Regions from separate parts of the Mus musculus genome. Here regions 1 and 3 are each linked to region 2. Evidence: chromatin contacts called from public HiChIP or PLAC-seq data. All regions are on one chromosome and are shown on one strand. Each heading gives the region's core, a stretch centred on a gene start, on an enhancer-like site or on the middle of the called end of the contact. The rest is flanking DNA. Distances are from core to core; before and after follow the strand shown.

Region 1 (2,700 bases), core at 63-2,562, 190 kb after region 2:
GCTCTGTGAGTCAAGACCAGCCAGGTCTACATAGCAAGTTCCAGGACAGCCAGGGCTACATCCGAAGACCCTGTCTCAAACGAACAAAAGTAAAAAGCTAGTGTCCTGGCATACTAGGAGATGCGGCTTAAATGACAGGAAAAGAAATGTAAGTTACTGGTGGGAAGTCAGCCTAACAGTAGGACTCATGGGGGAAACTAACAAAAACAAAGAAAAAAGCAGAAGTCTCCTTCAGTTCCTTGCCAGAGTCTGATGAGACAACCCGGTTTGTGCAAAGTGTTGGGCTACTCAGCCTTACAGTCTCTCCAGGCCTGTGGATCCCAGGCTAGGGGAGCCCAGCTCTAGCTTGGGCTAGCTTGTACACTGTGCCCAGGACCTTAGATGTGAATACTGAGCAGAGAGAGAAAAAAGGCAATCCCGCTTTTGGTTACCCTGCCAGTTCTGAGGGCCAAATCTCACCAGTTTGTCCTCTCTCTGTCCCTTCCTCCCTCTGTTCCTAGACTAGAATGGGCCTTTCTGCAAATAGCCTTTCAGTCCAAGAAGGCTTTGGCACCGTGCCGCAATAAAGGACTCCGGGTGCCCCGAGAGTGCAAAAGGACAAACACCGAGCCCAGGCGTGGTGACTCCTCTATGCTCCCTCAGTGGGCCGACTTCCCTCTGGTGTCTCTATAAAGGCCACAGGGAATCTTTCGAAAGGACACTAGAACGACTCAGGGGCCCGTGATCCAGCCCTTCTAATCCAGGGCGCGCCTCTGACTCAGCATGACCTCGCACATCCTTTTCTGGCTCCAGGTCCACAGTCGCCTCTTTGCAAGGTGAGGATCCTGCTTTTCCAAGGACGCTTCTCGGGCCGCCGCCGTCCCGTGATGGACTACGGCCATGCTAAGGTTCATAAGTGAGTTCCCACGCTGGTGTGTGTGAAGAGGTGGCGCTCCTGTCCCCCACACAGGTCTCTTGGGAGCGCAGACTTGATTAACTGACCGGTCCGCCTGCTCATAATCCAGGCTGGGATTGTGGAGCAACGAACTCCTGCTCCGGGCTAGGCCTGGCTTTCGGGACGCTCCTCCCTGTCGCTCTCCCTCCCACGTGGGGCCGAGAAAGCCGGAGCTCCTAGCTGCACGCGCGTTGTCCGGCCGATTCCGGGCGGGAGGCCTGCGTGGAAGGCCGCTGGGTGCAAGGAACGGAGCAGGAGGCTGAGCCGGCCCGAGAGCTCCGCCCAGATCGGTGGAGTGCAGTGGCCTTTCGCTGCCTAGCCGCACGGGGGTGTGGTCCAGAGGACTCGGCTTCCCGGCGCTCCGCGCCAACCCCTGGGAGTTTTGCAGCACCCACGGCGTGTTTGCACGCAGCCACCTAGGAAGATCCCCTCAGCGCGCCGCAATCGCTGAATCCTTTCTCTCCACCCACCTCCCTCACGCAAGCTGAGGAGGAGAGGTGGAAACATGCGGGACTACGACGAGGTGATCGCCTTCCTGGGCGAGTGGGGGCCCTTCCAGCGCCTCATCTTCTTTCTGCTCAGCGCCAGCATCATCCCCAATGGCTTCAATGGTATGTCAGTCGTGTTCCTGGCGGGGACCCCCGAGCACCGTTGCCTGGTTCCTGACACTGTGAACCTGAGCAGCTCCTGGCGCAACCACAGCATCCCCTTGGAGACGAAGGACGGACGACAGGTGCCTCAGAGCTGCCGCCGCTACCGACTGGCCACCATCGCCAACTTCTCTGCGATGGGGCTGGAGCCAGGACAGGACGTGGATCTGGAGCAGCTGGAGCAGGAGAGCTGCCTGGATGGCTGGGAGTACGACAAGGACATCTTCCTGTCCACCATCGTGACAGAGGTAGGTGGTAGTGCTGGAGCTGGACATTGGGAATGGAGACTCCGTTGCATCCGTGCCCCCAACAGCCCCTGACAGTGCCTGGGTCAGTGTCACCTACTGTCTCAAAACTTCCAGGCACAGAGTGGGGTTGTGAGTGTATTCTCAGCGCACACTCAGAGCTGATGAATTTCTGTGTGGCATGGAGGGGATGAAAAAAAGAGAGTGTTGTCATCAACTGCCTTTTCCTTTCTGAGTTTCACAACAGAGTTTCCCAAGAGCCCTGGTGCTTCCCTGGGCAGGCCAAACCAGACTGTCTTGATTTATAGTCATAGCTATTTCCTTGCTACAGAGAATGGCTACAGTGGTCTGTTGATGGACACAAGGAAGGGTCTTGAGACAGAAGGGCCTCTATGTCGAGGCCCCCACTTTCTCGAAAAAGAGGCAGCAGCCCCTTCCTTGACACTGGTTGGATGTAAGGAGTCAAAACTAGAACCTGGCCTTTGGACACTCAAGGAAAGACCCGTACTTCTGAGGGAAGTGTAAGCTGGTGATCAAGGCTCCAGCTGAGCCCACTGCCTTACCTCTAAGTGATCAGGGAATAGGTTCCCCAAGTCACCAGAGTCTGAATGTGGACCTACTACTCCCTCTTAGTTTCCTGCTGCGTATTTGCTGAGGACCAGGTCATAACAGATAAGACAAGCACTGTTTCTGGCAAGAGCATCACCCAGAACTGATTACCTGCTGTTGGTCAAGCTGGTAGAAAATCTGCCTTCCCACCATTGCTGCTTCTGGTCTGTCTTTTTTTTTCCCTAGGCTGGTTAAACAAAAAACCAACTAGGTTCCTCCCAATGAGATCTCTGGGAACAACAGCCTCAATTTCTTATCTCTT
Region 2 (2,700 bases), core at 143-2,642:
CCATATCAACCCATCTAAAATTAGCTTTCGGCATCTAAATCACTTCCTGTTACAGAAACCACAGGCCCAATGCTTCAGTCACCGCTCTGCCTGCTAAAAGGGGGTGGGGGCCCGTGATGTATTAGTGCTGCACACCAAAAACTGTAATGATTCAAAGGAGACATGGAAATTGGGAGCCCCTCTCCCTCACAGCATAAGGACTGTTATGCAAGGTCCATGTAGGCTACTGCTGCGGCAACAAGGGTACAAACATGTACGTGCACAGCACGCATGTGGGCACAGCCAGACTCACATACTGATGGGCACGGAGCAGAGCCTTCTCCACTTCTCCAGAAGAACTCCCACAGGGATGGTCTCAGCACACCTCTACCATGGTTCTTGTCTTTTATTTGTGAGACAGGGTCTCTCTATAGTCCCTGTTCGTCCTGGAACTCACTATGTAGACCAGGCTGGCCTCGAACTCACAGACACCTGCCCTGCCTCTGCCTCCCAAGTTCAGGGATTAAAGACGTGTGGCACCAAACTCATCTGCTGTGGCTCTTCTAAACACAGGATGCATGAAGAAAGGAAGGCAGGTGTCTGGCCTGTTTCTGTGCCTATAGTTCTGTCCTGACTTCTCTTAAAGGTTCTAACAGGCTCCAAAGAAACAAGGTTAGCTCTGTGCTTAGCGTTTGGTCAGCCACTGCCAAATGTTTCCTGGGTAGGGGAAGCCAGGTGGGACATGGGCTAGAGACATAAAGCAAGTCAGAGGCCACCTCTGCATGTAAGGAGCTAACGTGGAGGCAGCCATTTGAATCTCAAAGCTCTCCAGAAACCTTGCAGGCTTCAGGTCTGGACTGCAGGTGCCAGCAGCTGTGACAGATGAGCAGCCTAGCCACGCAAGGGAAGCTGATATGTGTCACAAACCTGGTGAGCTTCAGTCAGTGTCATGCGAACTATGAGGGAAATTGGGCATGCACCTGATTGTTTGATTATGTTTGCTGCTGTTCTAGGACCCTTAGAACTCACCGTACAGACTTCCACTGTACAGAAGTTTCTCAGTAGATGCCTATGAGGGAAAAAAAACAGAGATGGAAGACTGGATGATGTTAGCACTGAGTACCTACCAGCTCCCTACCTGGACACACAAGGCAGTGTATCCCTCAGCAGTGCCTCTACAGTGGGGCTGCTGGGATGCCAGGTACCTGCCTGCTTCCATAGGAATGATCCAACTGGGTGGCCTTGGTGGCTTCATCTTGCAAGTACAATGGCTGGCCTCGGTGAAATCATCTTTAGCGTGATAGAGGCCTGGCATCAAATGGGAGTCTTCCTATAATGATGACAGAACTATGCCCATTATGCCCCTCAGCACTCTATGGTAAAGAGACCCAGCCTCCAGGTAACTGGGTTGCCAGGTGACCATGCATACTCTCACGAGCATGGCTTAGGCATTTCCTAAATATTTCAGGTTACTGGGAAGAAAAATCCAATTGAACATTCACAAGGCCTCAGCTTGGGGAACTAGGTATTCTCAGGCCTCCACATTTGGGTATGCCTGGCTAGAACTAATGGAGAACTTTCATCCGAGGATATGGGGGATCAGGGAGAGTCCAGAGTTCCTCACAGGCTGTTGGGATGACTGTGAAGTTAATGAAGCAAGGGGGATTATCAGCACTGGAATGGCTCTTGTCTGGCTCAACAAAGCTAAATGAGGGTCTTCAAAAGAGCTGAGATCCTGGGGGTGGTCAGCATCCTTTTACAGAAGAGACTATTTCCACATGCCTCCTTTAAGTTAAGCCCTAACTAGTCACCGAGAAGCCAATGAAAACATAACCGTGTCCCTCTATAATCATATGTTCCACTGAAGACAAGTAAGTATAAGGGTTTGTTGTTGTTGTTGTTGTTTAATAGGCTCTCCAGTAGTTCAGGCTGGCCTCAAACTCACTATGTAGCTTCAGACAACTTCGAACTTCTGATCTTCCTGCCTCCATCTCTAAAGTGCTGGGATTACAGAGGTGTGTGTCACCATACCCAGTTTATATGGTTGGGGAGATTGAACCTGGGGCTTTGTGCATGCTAATCAAGCACTCTTACCAACTGAGCTACATCTCCAAGCCCCCAAGATAGGTAATTATAATACCAAATTGTAAGTACATCTCATAGGGAGAGATGGGATTCTGTGGGTACACGGAGAATGTATATGCAAGCCAGTCTAGGGGCAGGGTACAGTTCTGGTTGACTGTGATAGAACTCAACAGGAATAAAGTATCACTAAGCTGAGTGAAGAGATCAAGAGATTATGGTCAACTGGTTGTATACCTAGAGTTCAGTGAAATTTGACTATGGAAAATCTTCTAGTGTCATTTCCTACAGTAGTGGATAGATTTTTAAAATGATACTGGCAACAGAGACTACTCATCCGGAAAACACTGCATACCGCTGTTGGGTTTTAGGTAGGGTTGAGTGATTCGAGGGAACTGAGATGGGCTACTGGGGAATAAGGAGTCTATTAGAAGAGATAATGATGCCATGGACAGACAGAAAGAGGGTCAACAGCATGGGGGGAGGTCCAAGGAGTATTTAGGCCACAGCATCAGAGACAGGCAGCATGGTGGAGTCTCTGAAGAGATTCAGAGCATACATGGCAGAGGAGAGAACCTCTTCTTTTCCATTTTGAGGAGTGGAGAAGGTTCACAGCAAAAGCCTATATATAGCCAGGCT
Region 3 (2,724 bases), core at 64-2,563, 130 kb after region 2:
ACCTGGACTCATAACAATGATGTACCAACAGTTCCCATTATCTCTGATCAAATGCTCTTAGGCACGTGAAGAAACAGAAAATGCAATAGCTAGCCAAGAGGGGAGACGATGAAGATTAGATCCAGAGAGCCAGGCATGGAAGTGCACCTGCACCTGCCATCTCAGCACTCAAGGGGTTGAAGCTGGAGGATCAGAAGTGTAAGGCCAGCCCTGGCGGGCGACAGAGAACTATCTTAAAGAAACAGAGACAGGAGAGACAGCTTAGCATGGAAAGTGTCTTCTGTACAAATATGGGGACCTGAGTTTGGATCTCCAGAACTCACCAAAAAGCCAAGCATGGTAGCGCAGGCCAACAACCCAGGTCTGGTTAGTGAAGCTCAGTGGCTAGCCAGCTGATTGGTTAGTGAAGCTCAAGGCACAGTGAGAGTCCCTGTCTCCTAAAATAAAGGTGGAGGGATTTGGGGGATTCAGTAGTTAAGGGCACTTTCGGAGAATCCGCACTCAACTCACAATGCCAATATGAAGGATCACAACTGTCCATAACTCCAGTTCCGAGGAATCCAATGCCCTCTTAACATCCATATACATACAATTAAAAAAAGGAAAACATGTTTAAGCCAGTAAACTAAAGGTGTGGGGGTAGAAAAAGGAGGCTCACATGGGGCTTGTGGCTGATAGCCTAGCTCCGGTTTCAGTAAAATACCCTGTCTCAAATGAATAAGATGGAGAGTGATAGATCAGAGTACCCAATGTCCTACTCCGGCCTCTGTGCACCCATACACATGCACATGAACTGCACACAGTAATACACATATACATGCACACACACACACACACACACATACACACACACACACACACACACACACACACACACACACACACACAGACAGAGAGAGAGAGAGAGAGAGAGAGAGAGAGAGATTTGCTACTGAAAATAGAACAACCAGCAGTAGATTTTGTGGCACTAGAAGTGTTGGAGAAGGTTCTCAAGGGCAGAGGGAAATGGTATCTGATGGAAACTCAGTCCTAAAGACAGGAACACAGGCTGCTAGTACAAAGAACATAACTAGAAGACAGGTCTGATAGTTAATCTTGTCAGCTTGCCGGGATTCCGAATCCCCATGTCTGTGAAAGATGGTCTAGAGTAGGTCAACTGAGGTGTGGGAGGGTCACTGTCTCATGGACTGGGGCTCCTGAATAAAGAAAAGGGAGCAAACGAGCTGAGGCCCTGGACTGACCTGTCTCTCTGCTTCCCGGCTGGCTGCAGGTGCAGACTGGCTGCGGTGCAGAGGGCTGGCTGCCTCCCTTCCTGCCACCACACCTCCTGCTCCTTGATCGCTGTACCTTCCAGCTGTGAGTCAACATAATCCCTCCCTCCACTAACACGCCTTTGTCACAAGTTTTAAGTTACAAACACAATAAAAATACCAGCCCTCAAACACCAGCTCCAGAATTAGAAATCTTCTCAGTAGTTAAGAGTGCTCAGTGCTCTTCCAGAGGACCCAGGTTCAAGTCCCAGCGCCTATACAGTGGCTCACAACCATTTGTGCCTCCACAAACACCAGGAATACCCCTGGTGCACAGACATACATGCAGGAAAAACACCCACACATATAAAATAACAAAATAAAGAAATCTTAAAGAAAACCAGAAATAACAAGTCAGTAAGTCACCAGTGTATCCTTCTGACCCTTTAACCTATCTATAACAAGAAAGCAGAGCATTGTGATAATAAAAAGGATTCCCACCCCAAGACTAAACATGTCTACCTATGCTTCCTATGAGCTCCGGGTTTTGGGGTTTGATGGTGGCCAGTTTTTTGGTTGGTTTGCTTATTTGTTTGTTTTGTATTTTGAGGCAGGATCTTACTCTGTAACCCAGACTGGCCTTCAACTCACAGAAATCCTCTGCCTCCCCCTCTTGAGTGCTGGGATCACAGGTGGGAGTCATCATACCCCGTTTATTAACTTCTCGTTGAATGTAAGTATCCGAACTGTTTAGAAACCTGTCCGTACTGTAATAATGTAAACATAAAGTTATGATTTAAATAACCGTGTATTTGGGAAGGTCCTCGCATTCAAATGTTTAGGTACTTGTCTTCCAGATGGTGACTCTGCTCTGAGGGGCTGTGGAACCTTTGGAACTGTGGCCTAGCTAGCAGAAGTGGGTCACTGGTGGGGGGGGGCAAGCTTTAAACATGATGCCCATTTCTGATTCTTAGTGGGGCTCTCTGTTTCCTGATCTGTCAGAGGTGAACAGCTCAGGCCACTCACTCCAACCAACAACAGAGCCACCCCAGCCACCATGCCTTCCTTTCCCAAATTGTTCCTGTCAGGTATTTTGCTGCAGCATCAAGAAAGGTAACCTAAAAGGGTGAATATTTTATACTCTCTCTCTCTCTCTCTCTCTCTCTCTCTCTCTCTCTCTCTCTCTCACACACACACACACACACACACACACACACACACACACATGCACACACACACACAATGAATCCATGTGAGGCTCATTCTACACTGTGGAAAATTATAAGATTACAACCCTTGTTCTGTTGCTGTATAAACAACAGCAAATTACTTTTTGACAATTTCATACACATATAGATGTACTTTGATTGTATTCATCCCTGCACATGTCTCCTATCCCCTTCCCACTCCTACTGACCGCCTTCTTTCTTGCCAACTAGTGTCTTTACTCTGGGTAACCTAGTGATTTTACTAT

What was found. HiChIP or PLAC-seq counts read pairs in DNA pulled down with a chosen protein or histone mark.
Region 1: a contact with region 2 is called in an HNF4G HiChIP or PLAC-seq map of pancreatic cancer cells. The contact joins the promoter of Slc22a4 here to the promoter of 4933405E24Rik in region 2. A contact is called at or near these places in 3 of 115 datasets of contacts at active chromatin or transcription factors (bone marrow-derived macrophages, pancreatic cancer cells and stem cell-derived neural progenitor cells) and 2 of 9 other capture datasets (adipose tissue and liver).
Region 3: a contact with region 2 is called in an HNF4G HiChIP or PLAC-seq map of pancreatic cancer cells. The contact joins the enhancer-like site here to the promoter of 4933405E24Rik in region 2. A contact is called at or near these places in 1 of 15 datasets of contacts at CTCF or cohesin (the NIH/3T3 cell line), 3 of 484 Hi-C or Micro-C datasets (muscle stem cells, nephron progenitors and reprogramming fibroblasts), 4 of 115 datasets of contacts at active chromatin or transcription factors (CD8 T cells, bone marrow-derived macrophages, fibro-adipogenic progenitors and 1 more) and 1 of 9 other capture datasets (adipose tissue).

Annotation. Positions count from the first base shown.
Region 1 is chr11:54,026,716-54,029,415 of GRCm38.p6, reverse strand. It overlaps Slc22a4 (solute carrier family 22 (organic cation transporter), member 4), which reads left to right and starts at 1,312. Exons shown (of 10, transcript NM_019687.4): 1 at 1,312-1,832. The coding sequence starts at 1,440.
Region 2 is chr11:54,211,980-54,214,679 of GRCm38.p6, reverse strand. 4933405E24Rik (RIKEN cDNA 4933405E24 gene) reads left to right here and starts at 1,392. Exons shown (of 3, transcript NR_045506.1): 1 at 1,392-1,850. The region is part of intron 3 of Gm12223 (a long non-coding RNA gene); the gene reads right to left.
Region 3 is chr11:54,079,155-54,081,878 of GRCm38.p6, reverse strand. No RefSeq gene overlaps it. Among named protein-coding and RNA genes, the nearest start is that of Pdlim4, 12 kb to the right of the region's middle. Within about 2 kb of position 1,313, at least 33 of the 459 cell types and tissues checked have an H3K27ac peak or open chromatin away from gene starts, as enhancers often do. A contact at or near this core is called in nephron progenitors and pancreatic cancer cells, where this site is marked.